Regions from separate parts of the Cricetulus griseus genome. Here region 2 is linked to region 1. The links are chromatin contacts, called in public Hi-C maps. All regions are on one chromosome and are shown on one strand. The core of a region is the stretch at or near the end of the contact, and the rest is flanking DNA. Distances in the headings are between cores, read along the strand shown.

Region 1 (6,524 bases), core at 2,486-4,985:
GCTTTGCAGGGAGTAATGAAGGTCATGTTTCTCTAACCCTTTGATCTGCTGACTGCCCCTGTACCTGAAACAGCCACCCCGGGCAGATTCTGTAGACCAAGGTGGAGAGAGGAAGACACTTCAAAGTTTCTGAGATACCTGGAGCAATGAGACGATGAACCAGCAGGAGAGGATCTGGTGGTCAGTCTCCTGTTGTCCCTTACCAGATGAACACAATGCTGACACCCAGCCCCACTGCCTATCCTCAGCATGCAGGGCCCCATTTCTCCCCTCCTGGCCCCTCATTAGGCAGCTTCCTCAAGAGAAAGCATCTTTTCTTCTATTGTCTCCATGCTCCTTCTCCAAGCTCATCACCTTCCTGACACGAATTTCTTTAGCTACTATAGGATTCAATCCCATCGGCAAAGGAGCATACCAGAGAGGCACGTGATCTAGGGCTCTGCAGCCAGAGAAGGAGTGGATGAGGGGACAGTGAGCAGGAATCCTGGGTACAGATCAGACAAGGGTTCCAGGACTGCCTCAATACTGCTCTGTAAAGGAAAAACTACATAGTTGAGCCAAGTGTGAGGCATCATCCAGGACGTTGGACAGACGTGGGACTTTCAGAGCTATCTCCTGGAAAGTTGCCAGTGTTGATCAACTGACATACCCACTCTGTTGCAGAGGAAAGCCCTTAACTCTTGAAGGAAGTGTGGAAAGGTTACTTCCCCCAAGGGGGATGTAGAAAGTTCTGAGAGAATGGGAGTGAGAAAGGAGTGGCCACTAGGTTTCAGGTCACAGCTCGCTTCCTTGGTGCACTTTTTTGTAAGTAGGGGCATACTACACAATGTGCTTTGCACTCACGTGGCCATGAGAAACAGGAATCTTGACCGTGGTGACCACCTGACTTGGATGTCCCTCAGTGTCTGTAACAGAATGTGCATCCAAGCTCACTAGGGCTCTAGGTCAGGAACCTTGTCCCCACTCCGTTTCTATGGACTCGGTTTCCCCAATCTGGATGTATTTTAACTTCAGCAAACCCTGCCCTGAGTCTCACTAAGGTCCTCCTAGTTCGATTCTCCCTTCCTACTCGTGTTCCTACTTCCAAGGCCTTACTCACTTGACAGACCACTTGGCCTCTCAGCTCTTTCCTCTCTTCTTTAAAAGAAAAGCTCTCTGAGGCCTGTGCAACCCCACCCACCACCCGCCCAGTCATCACAAGCATTTTCCTCCAAGCTCAAATGCTCTCAGGTATGTCCAGGCAAGTGTAGTCTTGCTCTGAGAAAGATGAGATTTCTTCCCCTGGCTTGTTCCAAAATACCATAGGGCCCCCATTCCGGTACTGGTTCATCTATCTCTTTGTCCCACAATTCCTCCACCCTGAGCCACTCAAGATGCCTGTAAGATCCCTTCTGACTCTGGCCTTCATAGAGAAGCTATGGTGTGATTCTTTTTCAAAGAGGAACAAAAGGGCTGGGGGAGGGAGAATGCCTTGATCTTTTGATCATGTCTGGGAAGTCTGATGCCCGATCCACCCCTTCCTCCGCCCATTTGCAGAGTAAACAAACCTGGCTCTGCTGTGGGCTGTAATTAAGCCAAGTCATCACTAATGACATGCTCTCTATCTCCCACCATCCCTGTCCAAACAGGAAGGAGAAGTTCTGCCCCATCTCATCCCTAGGGAGATGCTGGAGTGGTGGGCCAGGCCTGTGGTGACACGTGCCTCAGATGTAGAGGGAATGGCCAGCCCCCTCTCTAGGTCAACACTATAATTGAGCCTGCCAGACCTGGAGATAGAATTGGAAAGGGGGTGGCCCTGGGTAGGGCCAAGGTACTGGGCACCAGATAATACAAGACAAGGTGGGAACTGGGGAGAAAACATAAAAGTAGGATATCAAGGAAAAACTAAGGGTTTTAGGGAGAGGGTTCTGAAAAAGCCTGCTCAGTGAGTAGCTGAGACTGAAGAAGGGGGCTGCACACCAAAGCTGGTGGCAGAATGTGAACCAAGCCTTCGGAATTCATAAACAGCCCAGTCAGGGACTGAAGGGACGGACAGTTCCCTGCTAACTTTGGGAAACCCCCTGTACCTGCACAGCAAGGGACCCAAGCCCCATCCCCACAGAAGGAAACTGGCCATAGAATTAGAGATTGGAGCGGATAGTGCTAGGGGGCGCTAGATGCTGGCCACTGAAACTCGGGGCCACAACATCAGCTCCTCCCACTGTAGCCTGGAAAATTCTACCCACCCTTCCAGGAGAAGGGAAAAGCAGATACCAGGGAACCAAGTCTTCACTTCCATGGTGATGGGGGCGGGGGGGGGGAGGCAAGGAGGCAAGTGGAGTTTTATGGCTGAGTTGTGCCACCCACTACGAGATCAGAAGAAGGATTGTAAAATGGGTCAGGAGGTAGCAGAGCTGAGGGAGAATGACACCCACCAGGGATCAAGAAGACTGGAAGTCAGAAACAGGTCTGGGGCACTCTAGTTTTCTGAAGAATGAAGAGCAGAGGGACAGTGTGGAGTAAGCCAAGGACGGTGCTTGGAGGAGCCAGGAGCCATGGGAAAGAACCTTCTGGGGGCTGGGGAGAATGCAGTGGGACCAGAGTGGAGCAAGGACTGGAATGACAATAGCCTGGTAGGCACTCCTTGCCTGGTAGGCGCACACTTGCCCAGGGCTTGCAAGGCACTCGTTACTGGATTCAGCACTTTGACCATTTGTAACTCATTTCACCCTCTCACCAGTCCTTTCTGTTTTTTCCAGTGTAAACATGAACAAACACACAAAAAGCAGGCAGACTGAGCTGCCCACGTCAGTCATTAGTAGCAAAAGAAACAAAAATGCCAGGAGTCAAATCCACCGATGGCTGGCTGCAGTGTGTCCTTCCACCTGAATGACACATCTGACTTTCATATTGCACTTGGTGCTTCATCTGTAGTTCCAGCTAGAAGGACCTGGGACCCCAGAGTTCTAGATCTAAAATCCCAATGCCTTGTGAGGATGAATGGTGGGAAGCGTGAAGAAGGGTTTGAGCCATGAGTCTCCTAAGGGAGGTCACTGGGTGTGGTGTGGTCACTTCACCAGGCAGGAGGACCCTTAGCCCTATGGTGGTGCTGGAAGTAACTGCCAAATAGGAGTATAAAGACAGACGGACAGCGCAAAATAATTGTCCTTCACTCAGTCATCACACTGCAGGTAGCTGAAGTGATTGAGTTCTGGGGACCTACAGAGTCTTTACAAAGCTCCCCCTCACAGCCTTCTACACCCCTACCAGGAAGCCTTCTGAGATCATCTATGTGCAGCTCTGCCATGCACTAACTATGCCTTGTCGGGACTCCTAAACCCAACTTCTCTGCTTTGAGAGACAGTTTCAAAGGTTGTCCTTGTAGCCAGGGCTGGGGCTTGTGTGGAGGAGGGAGTGTTGCTGAGTGACAGACCACCCACACTCCCAGGACCTCTGACACAGCACCAAGGTTCTCAGGCAACTGCTGATGAAAAGCTGCGTGAAAGAACGGCTAGCTACCAAAGGTGAGGAGGATCGGAAAGAGGGGGCTGCCTCCTTTCTCCTTCTGTGAGAGGAAAGGGAAAGAGGAGGAGGGGAGACAGGAGACAGGGCCCTGGCAGCTCAGAGTTTGGGACCAGTCTAGGCATGCCAGGGAGACTAGCAGCACCTCCTCTAAAGAGGCACTCTGCTGATCCAGGATGATCCCCAAGCTTCGTTGTAGTCTTTTCTCAGGGCTACAGTAGGCGCAGTACCGGGGGTTGATGGCAGAGGGCAGTGTGTGCACAGGTTAGAAATACCAGAAGGGTTTGCACCTCGATGGTTTGCACCTTGATGGGTGGGATGAATGCACTTGAGACAGATCCTAAGTTTCACAGCCTACAGTCGAGCTCCACCAGGTCCTGTTGCTGCCATACTCCTGGGACCTGAACCAACCAATACACATCTTACAAATACACACACACACACACACACACACACACACACACACACACACACACACACGTAAATATAGTCACGTGGACAGAATGTGCTGCTGTGTACCTGGAATCCCAGCATTCTGGGAGCAGAGACAGGAGGTTCATGGCAAATCAAAGGCCAGCTACATAGGGTGTTACAAGCTAGGCAGTGTCACTCAGCAAGACTCTCTCCAAACAAAGTTACCAACCAACCAGATCCTGCGATGACACACTGCATGTCCAGGTCAGCAAGCAGCAATCTATATGACAGGTCCCATAGAGGGATAACAAAGCTGAAAAGTTCCTGTCACTTTATGATGCTCAGCTATCATAGCACAGCGTAGGACCCGAGTGTTCATAGTAAGTATACACACCTACAGCACTGCCAGGTGTAAAAAGCTGTAGCTCACACACTTCCGAGCAGTAGCAATACTTGATAAGACAACAAATGGCTATGTTACTGGTTTCTGCGGGCGCTGCAGAGTGTGTGCCTACTGCTCACCAATTGTAGTACCCTAGAAGCAACTATGCACACCTTATGTAACACATCTCTTTGTGGTGTCAACTGGCCACATAATAAGGGTTGAGCTGCACTGCCCAGGTGGGTGTAAGCACACCCCCATGTTTACACAGTGATGCAATCACCTAGCAACACTTTTCTCTGAAGTGTGTCTTATTACACAATGCACAGCTGTGATCATAATAACAGTGAGGTGTCCTCCATGGCAAGCTCTCTGACAAGTAAGGCTGTGTTGGAACTAGGAGCACAGACTCCAGAACCTCACTGGGCTTCAATGCCCACCTATGTCCCTCCTTGATATGTATTCCTGGTGAGATATTTACCACCCTCCCCCAAATTCCAATACCTCCAGAGCTGGACAGTGTGACAATAGTTTTTTCATTATTAGCAATGACACATACCCATTTTCAGGAGAATTAATCACACTGCCAGGTAGAAAAATGCTCCAGCAGGGCTCAGATGAGTAACTGGCATACAGAAAGCAAAAGGCTAGTTAAGGTTAAGCCTGTTTTACAAGGGCACAATTTTGCACCAGGCCATAACTAGCAATTAAAAGGACCAGACTTCAAAGCCAGAATGCTAGGTCCAGAAGAACCATTAGCCTTTAAGTCTTTACTTTGTCTCTTTCCCAAGGACCACTTTAGAATCTGATGACATCAAAAGGCCCCAGTTTGTATAATAAATTATGTAACCTGTGTATATGTGGATATGTAAGAAACATAAACTTATTAACCTGAGTGTTTTATCACTTGTGTGCCAAGGCATTAAGACATTTGTGTTGTGTTGAGTTCTTTCTCCACAGTTACGAGGACTCCACTCAGTAGCACATTCCTGCAGAAAATGTATCCTGAGTTGAGCCACCAGAACAAGGGGGCACTGAGGGGTTGAGGAGTGGCAATTGTGAACTGCAGGGTAGGTTCAGGGGGTGTCACGGCTATACAGATACCTGTCTAGGCCCTGCTGCTCCCCGGTACTATGAGCAGATCACTCATTCCTCTGGGCTCCAACTTGCTCTCCTGAAGAGTGGGGCTGGAGACTTGTAGGGCCAGCAGCTAGAATGTTACTTCTCTTTTCATGCTATGTGGCTTGATGAGTTCTAATGAAGGGACTGAGCGCTGCAGGCACATGGGAGGGAATAGTGTTTCAGCATGGCTACAAAGGATGAGCAAACTTCTGATAAATGGGACATAGACAATGGCCCCTGGATGTGAAGATCCTGCCCTGCTAAGAGATAGGCTGATGGTCAAGGAAGGGTGGGACATACAGACTTTTCAACAAAGCTCATTCTTGAAAGACAGCTCTGACCGTGAGAACTGTGTTCAAATCAGTTGGCTGACCACCCGAGAAACAAGCATTCTTGCAGAAGAAGCACACATGCCTGTGAAGATTGCCCAAATCACTCACCTTCCTATGCCATGGTGACATGTTACACACTGCCTTGTTAGTTGCTGGGTTTTCCTGTCCCGGGTAGACTGTGAGCCCCACAGCTCTCTGCTTATGCTATTTGTTTTGGTATCCCCCATAAGCATAGGTTTCCTGCGTGTACTAGAAAAGGAAAGTGGGGCCGCTGTGGGGGGCAAGGAGGGGCCACTGTGGCAACCCTAGGCAGAGCAAGGGAGATTTCAGGGTGTTAGAGATACTGAGTGGCAAGCCTCACTAAAGTGCCAACCTCTGATGGTCCTGTGTCTCCACAGGGGAGGGGGGGGCTAATGTCAAACATCTCATATGTGACAACATGGGAGAGGTCGAGCCAGCCCTGCAGCCACATCAGTGATAAATTTCAGCTACTTAGCAGGCTCAGCTATCACCTGTTGCCTACCTGGCTGGAACCAGATGACAAAGAGCATGTGTGGTTGATGGCCTGGAGCAGAGCAAGAGTCAGACCCTCCAAAAAGTTAGGCCAATGTAAAGGTTGACATTTGGACAACACAAAGGGACATGTTTGGACATGTTTGTCCCCACCTAATTCAGGCTGAATTTAGATTCCACAGTGGGATCTTTGGAATTTGACTGAGTCATAGAAACACTGCCCCATGTTGGATTAATGGCTTTCCCTGGAGACTAGATTA
Region 2 (6,524 bases), core at 1,392-3,891, 210 kb after region 1:
CAAGAGAACAAACCTGGGCAAACATAGACTGTCTCTAGAAAAAAAAATAGAATATTTGAAGGCATACCTCGCATGTGTGTAACATAGTGTGTTGAAGAGTAGGGGAAAGGGGAGCTTTTGTGAATGAGTGCCATGCGTGTCACGCATGTGTGCTGATGTGTAAGGAGTGTGAGAGGGTGTGCAGGATACAGAGTGTGCGGGGGGCCGGGGTTATGAATGTGTAAGAGCTGGTATCTGGGGCTGGGTGCGGAGGTCCATGCTCCACACACACATCCCAGACGTACAGCCCTTGGTATGGGGGCTTTGTTGCTGACAGCACAGTCCCATGCTGTAGGACAGATAGTCTGTGACTTGACTTTTTTCTCTTCCTAAGCTTTGAGGTTTTCTAAAGAAAAGCCAACTCCACCCTGCCCAGCCTCACTCCGCCCTCTGATCGAAACTGGAAGGAGACCAAAGCCAGACAGCATGGGATGCACCCTTTGGGTAAGACCGTAGGCTGGTGTCCTTTCTCCACCCCTGCTCCTCTGAAGGACTGACTGAGAGCCTCAGCCCCCTCCAGACTGGGAAAGCTTCTCAAACCACCTACTCAGGGAAGCCCACTCCCTGCCACGGGCAACCAGGAGGGATCTTCAGATCCCACGACCATCCCCTTTCAGGGCAGGGCTCCACTCCACCCACATCTCTCCAGAAGCAAAATCAGGAAAGGGCTAAGAGAGTGGCCCTCAAGGAGTAAAGGGCATTCAGAGGATAGGGGCTGGGGCGATGTGGCTTCCTTCATGGCCTTTCTTCCAGGAAGTCTCTTCTTGTGGCTGAAGATCACCATTTAATATGCAACTAGTTTCTGTCAGGTGCTTTACATATGATACCAGTGGCTAGCCTCGTTTTATAGCTGAGAAAACTGAGGCTCAGCCAACCTAAAGGACTTGTCCTAGATCGCACAGCCAAAGGTGGCAGAGCTGGAGTTTGCAGCTGTCTGTAATGCCTCTTTCAAATCCTATGTCTGTCTGCTCTCTGGCTGGCATTGACACCCCTTCTTCTCTCCCCTCTCTGGAGGTGAGGCAAAGCCCAAAGAGAGAGGCATGCTCATACCAGATGGAACATCTGGGGGAGTAGTAGGTGATGTGGTTGTCAAAGGGGCGCATAATGACCTCAGAAAGAAAGGGAGATGAAGGAGAAAGATGAGGAGGCCACAATGAAATCTGTTCACCTCTATGGGAAGGGTGGCATGGAAGCTTATGGAACATAGGGTGCAAATAGGATGCAAATGCAGGTCGTTGCCTCAACTCTCCCAGTTCAAGTCAGGCTGCAATGTCTCTGCTCCCTAGGCCAGAGCCTTTCTCCTCACAGCTACTTCTATCAGGAGTCTAGGGCCCTTAGAGGCCCAAGCACTGGGTAACATCCTGATGTTCATGAATCCAGCTCAAGAATGTACCAGACATTGTTCCTCAGCCTCCCTGTCCCCAGAAACAGAGAGCCATGTCAGGGGAGGGGGAACCTCAGGGCCATTCAGTGACCAAAGGAATGCCAGAGAGAAGGGGGCCTGGGCAGGTATGGCAGGAAGAAATAGCAGGACCCAGTAAATGTTGGGGACAATGCAAACTTCTCCTGAGATTCCCCACCCAGCTGAGTTGTGAGGAAAAAGCAATGTCAAAATCTGCCATGCCTTTCTTCCTCCATGGAGAGAGATCATTTTGAATGCTCCCTGCATCCCCCAAGCCTCTTGAAAGCAAGTCAGTGATGAGTTAGATAGGATAATTCCCATCAACGCACCCCTCCCCATTTCTCCTTTGCCACAAACACACGGGATAAGGTACCAATGACATAAGGGATAGAAGTTGAGATGAGGAAGTCAGTAAGCAGTGGGACTGGGTCCAGGGGACACAGATAGACGGAAATAGGGTGTCCCTTACAGACTAAGAATCGGTCACAGTTCTGCCTTCTTGCAGTGTTTTGGGGGCTCTCTGAGTATTTTTTCACCAGAGACCAGAGCCTCATTCTTAGTCTTTCAGGGTGGCCCCATTGGAAGACGAGGCTCACTGGCTGTATTAGTCCCAAACTCACTTGCCTCTGATTTATAGAGAAAGGGGAGCCAGATGTAAAATCAGAACAATAGCCCCTGCCTGAGTTATGGTGGCAATTAAGGGGAGTATTGATGCATTTAGCCTGCACTGCAAGGGAAGAGTTGGGTACCTCTCTGCACACCCAGGACTAGGAAGAGGGTGCGTGCCTGAGCCCAGACTGGCAGGTGCTAGCCAGGGCGGTCTAGCCATGCCGGTTTGCATGTCATTTGCATGTGTTCTTCTAGTCACCAACATCTGTCACTCCTGTCGCTACAGAATCTCTGGGTCACAAATTCTCTGCCTCTGCCTTTATGCCCTTTGCTGGACTCCTGATAGCTAGAGGACCCCGGAAGAAAGAAAGAATTCAAATTATGGGGACAGAGGGTCGGAGATACGACCCAAAGTCTGAAGAAACTATGGGCTTCCGCCGTCTGTGGAAACCTGGCTTAGGGCGCCCCCTGCAGGACAATCCCAAAATGCAGGGAGATCGAGAAAAGCGAGCCTGGCTCCTCCCCTCTCCCCACTCATAGGCAGCTGGCAGCAGCCCGGCCCGGCCCGTTTGCCTCCCAGAGGCTCTAAGGCTGCCTAGCACCCAGGATCCGCCAGCTCTGAGTCACCCCAGAAATTTGTATTTCTCCCTTCCACCAAGTAACCAAGACCAAGTGAGTCAGCATGGTCGTCCCAAAAAAGCCACGCAAGAGTATTTGGGAGCGTTGGGCTATGAGCACCATCATTAACTATCTATCATGGGTGACAGAGCCCACCATAGGCTCACGTGGCCACCCAGCAGTTTAGAGTAGAAGGAATTGTGGCTCCACCTTTGGAAGAGTTGGGGAACAGAGAGGATAAGATTGTAATGGGGAGAGATCCTCACACAGCAGTACAGAGTGACCAAGTTCTCTCCAGGGAGACCCATACCCCACAGGGGATGAAGCCAAAGAGATGGGACTGAAGCCCAGGCAGGGGAAGAATTCCTCGCAGCAACAGATCTCATGGGGCAAGGGGGTAGGGGACTCGTGTGACCCGGGAGGACACCATCCTCCTTCCCACCCAGAGTCAGTTTCTGCCTGTCCAGTTCAGACAGGAGGGAAATACCAAAGGAAATGCAGCCACAGCAACATTCGACTAGGAGGAGGGGAAAAAATGCCAAAGATGCTCTGAGCCTGCACTTGGCTTGTTGACATACACAGAAGATCTTGCCTTTGCCGTGGGCTCCTCCACCTGCACCTTTGCCTGAGCCCCGGCGTGTGAATGGGGGCACTGGAGAGGGCAGGGCAGAAGGGTGTGTGTGTGAACAAGTGAAGTCATTCTCTCTGGGTGGTTCCTTTTAATTAGTACCCTGAAAAACTCCCAGCCAGCAAAATTGAGTCTTGCCAACTGGGAGCCCCACCCTTCTGGCTCATCCAAGCCCTAGGGGCAAAAAGGGGAACAGAAAATCTGAAGGCAAAAGAGATAGGGGCCTGCTGAGGGCCCAAATATTGAAAGAAGCCTTCTTAGCCCTCCAAAGACTCTTGGTGGGATGGAACAGGATGCTGAGTCTGGGAAAGCTTTTCTGCAAAGTTTGAGAGCTGGAGAGTGGGATGAGCTCCATGTCCCGGGCCTCCAGGAGTCCAGGCCTTGAAAATGACCAGTGTCCAGCCCTGGAGGTTACCCTGCAGATATGACATCAGGGACCAGGCATGAGAAAGGCCTCTGGGCAATGTGTCTTTTTGCCTTTATTCCAGCTATTTAAGCAAAAAGTCCTCTGGTCCCTCATGGCCAACCTCCAGAGTCAGCCAGGGGCTTGGAAGCAGCAGAGTACTCCACAGAATGACAGAACAAGCATTGTCCCCTTCTCCAAGACCCCTAGCCATATAAACCAGGCATACCTTTGTTTGTCACCTCTCCCTCAAACCCTTTTCCAGGTGACTATTACCAAACTTCCTAGAACCTGTCACCTGATATGATCATTCTATATGTGCCTCCATCAAGGACCTGACATTCGTTCCCCATCAAGTGCAGAGGACAAGGCCTGAGTCCTTCTGGATCTCGCCTCCCTCCCTAGACCCTGGCAGGAGTCAGACCACAGAGGGACACAGCTGTGCTCACAAGAAAATGGCAGGGACTGGGAGAGAACAGACACTAACATTCAGGACTTTTCAAGCCACAAGGACAGGAGACCTACTCTTAATTCCAACCCTTCTCCTAAAGAGTCACTGTGACCTCAGACACAGAGCTCTTCCTTGAAAGGCTACACTCTGTGAAGTGGGGGTCCATCTGACAGACCTTGGTGCTCAGCAGGAGGGGATATGAGAGTGATGGTGAAATGCTAAATGGAAGACCAGGCCAACATGGCCTGAGTTCATCAGCAGAGGGGTGTTAATCCAGGCCCAGGCATTGGGCTTCTTCTGAGCTCTCTCTCTCTCTCTCTCTCTCTCTCTCTCTCTCTCTCTCTCTCTCTCTCTGACTCTAAAGTACAATCTTCAGATTCCTGCAGCCCCAAGGCTGGGGACAGGGACCATAAGACAGAGTGGAGTGGGGCTTCCTGGAAACCCTGCAGGACCCAAAGTCCTCTAGGTCCCCTTTCAGCTGAAGAGGGCTGAGCAGCCAAGGCCTCAGAGCCAAACCGGGAAACCAAGAGGACTGGCGGGGAAGAAACACCTCTGAAGACGATGACCCCAAACCTACCCAAAAAGCCATCAGGCCCTGCTAGCAGGGCACAAATTCGGGGGGGCGGGGGGGGGTACACACTGTAGGGCTCAGTTGTTGCAAGAAGGTATGGCCTGATTTTAGGCAACAATGGAGAAAAGATGGGGTGACTGGCCTTGGGGACAGAGGAGGGTGTGTTAGAAAATGAAGGCGTCCTGACCCTGGGGCTGAGTGGGAGCTAGGGCACATCAGGCACCGCCTAGACGCGGAGGCCTCCTGGCCCGCCCAGCTGCCTTGCTGGTTCCCATCACACCCTGGGCAGTAAAACTTGATTTTATGGTCGCTGTGGGGGTTGCTGCTTTCCTGGTTTGGGGGGGGGGGGTAGTTGTGTCTGCAGATCCAAGCAAATACACCTGTGTTGATGTGTATCTGAACATGTATCGGTGTCTGAGGCTCTGAGTGGGTGAAGGCTGTGTGTCCTCATCGGCTGTGTTTGTGAGGCTGTATCTGTGTGAGGGAGAATCAAACCTACCATTTCTTGAGGATTTGTCAATTACTAGACACTCTCTTTATCGCCATAGCAATCTATAATAAGAAAGGTCTCCGGCTGTTCGTCCTGTGCTCGTATATAGCATATGAAAATCCAGGCCTGCCATCTGCATTTGTCTGGGCTTCTTTGCAGTTGAATCTGTGTGTATCCGTGTGCCAAGGCCAAGGAAGGCCCAAAGAAGGCTGGCCAACAAATGGGATCACCAGAGTCTTAAGATCATGACCTTCCTAGTGTGGAGACTCTCTTCTGAAGCAGAAAGTAGTCGGTGGTGTGGCTGACTGGGAGCAAAGAACTTTGCCCATGGAGACTGTGACAGGAAGTGCCAGGGTTCAGCCAGCACAGCCTGGCAAACACGGGAATCTGTCCTCTTCGAGAGGGCGCTGGGCACACATTATGTCGCTACCTGGGAAGAGCCCAGAGGGGCGCAGTAAGGACCCATAGCCCCCGATGTGCGACGTGACCTCCTGGGGATGTGGGGTGACCCTAATCAGCGGTGGCGCGGCAGGAAGGATCTAGAGAAGCTGCCCCCACCTCACCTCCTGAGCCCGCAACCTCTTGGGGAGGCAGAGGTCGCGGGAACAGCAGGTCGCCAGGGTCGGGGTCCGTCAGGGTCGCGGGACCTGGGAACCGGAGGCGGCTGGCCAAGGTGGGCGTGGCGGCGCAGGCCGGGTGGCAGGCGCTCATTGGCTGTGCTCGAGCGCTCTCACGGCCGCCGGGGCCGGGCGGCGCCATCGCGCCGGATCCGCGATGACTCACCCGCCACCGCACCCCGCTCTGGCCCCATGCCGAGCCTCTTCCCACCCCGGCCCGCCCGCTAAGCCGGGCCAGCCTGAGTCAGCAGGAAGCCGCCCAGGGATGATGGGGGTGGCGGGTCCAGCCCTCTGGGACTGTTTGCCCGCTGAGGGCGGGGGAGAGCAGAACCTAGCATCTGGGGGTGGGGGCTCCAGTGTCTACGCAGTCGGTGAGGGGGCTTCTGTTCCTTTGAAAGGGAAGATGTTGGGGTGCTTATTCTGGAGGTATTCTGTCTGCCCCCTTGAGGTTTTCAGGCCTTACCTTGGCAAGCCTAGATGGCAGGCTGGCTTTCTGGAATCTACAAGTTGTTCCTATGTGGTCACTCAATGGCCACCGTTTTCAGATCATCTCTGCACCCTCTACCACCACACCGGCTTTCTACGTGTCTCAGAAATCCTTTGAGGAGTTCTGCTCCAATTCTAACTACCTCCAGGTGGCCTGGGCTCTTGTTGGTCAGGCCAGATTATGTACCATAGCCTAGACTCAAGGTGTCC

Evidence for each region. Hi-C and Micro-C count contacts between places; a contact is called where the count stands out from the background.
Region 2: a contact with region 1 is called in a Hi-C map of the CHK-Q cell line, with 6 times the contacts expected there. The contact joins two enhancer-like sites. A contact is called at or near these places in 6 of 8 Hi-C or Micro-C datasets (the CHK-Q cell line, the CHL-YN cell line, the CHO-K1 cell line and 2 more).

Annotation. Positions count from the first base shown.
Region 1 is chr2:398,151,061-398,157,584 of CriGri-PICRH-1.0, forward strand. No RefSeq gene overlaps it. Among named protein-coding and RNA genes, the nearest start is that of Krt74, 8.0 kb to the left of the region's middle. Within about 2 kb of position 3,736, at least 1 of the 6 cell types and tissues checked has open chromatin away from gene starts, as enhancers often do.
Region 2 is chr2:398,363,855-398,370,378 of CriGri-PICRH-1.0, forward strand. The region is part of intron 1 of LOC100774159 (keratin, type II cytoskeletal 78); the gene reads right to left. Among named protein-coding and RNA genes, the nearest start is that of Krt8, 29 kb to the right of the region's middle. Within about 2 kb of position 2,642, at least 6 of the 6 cell types and tissues checked have open chromatin away from gene starts, as enhancers often do.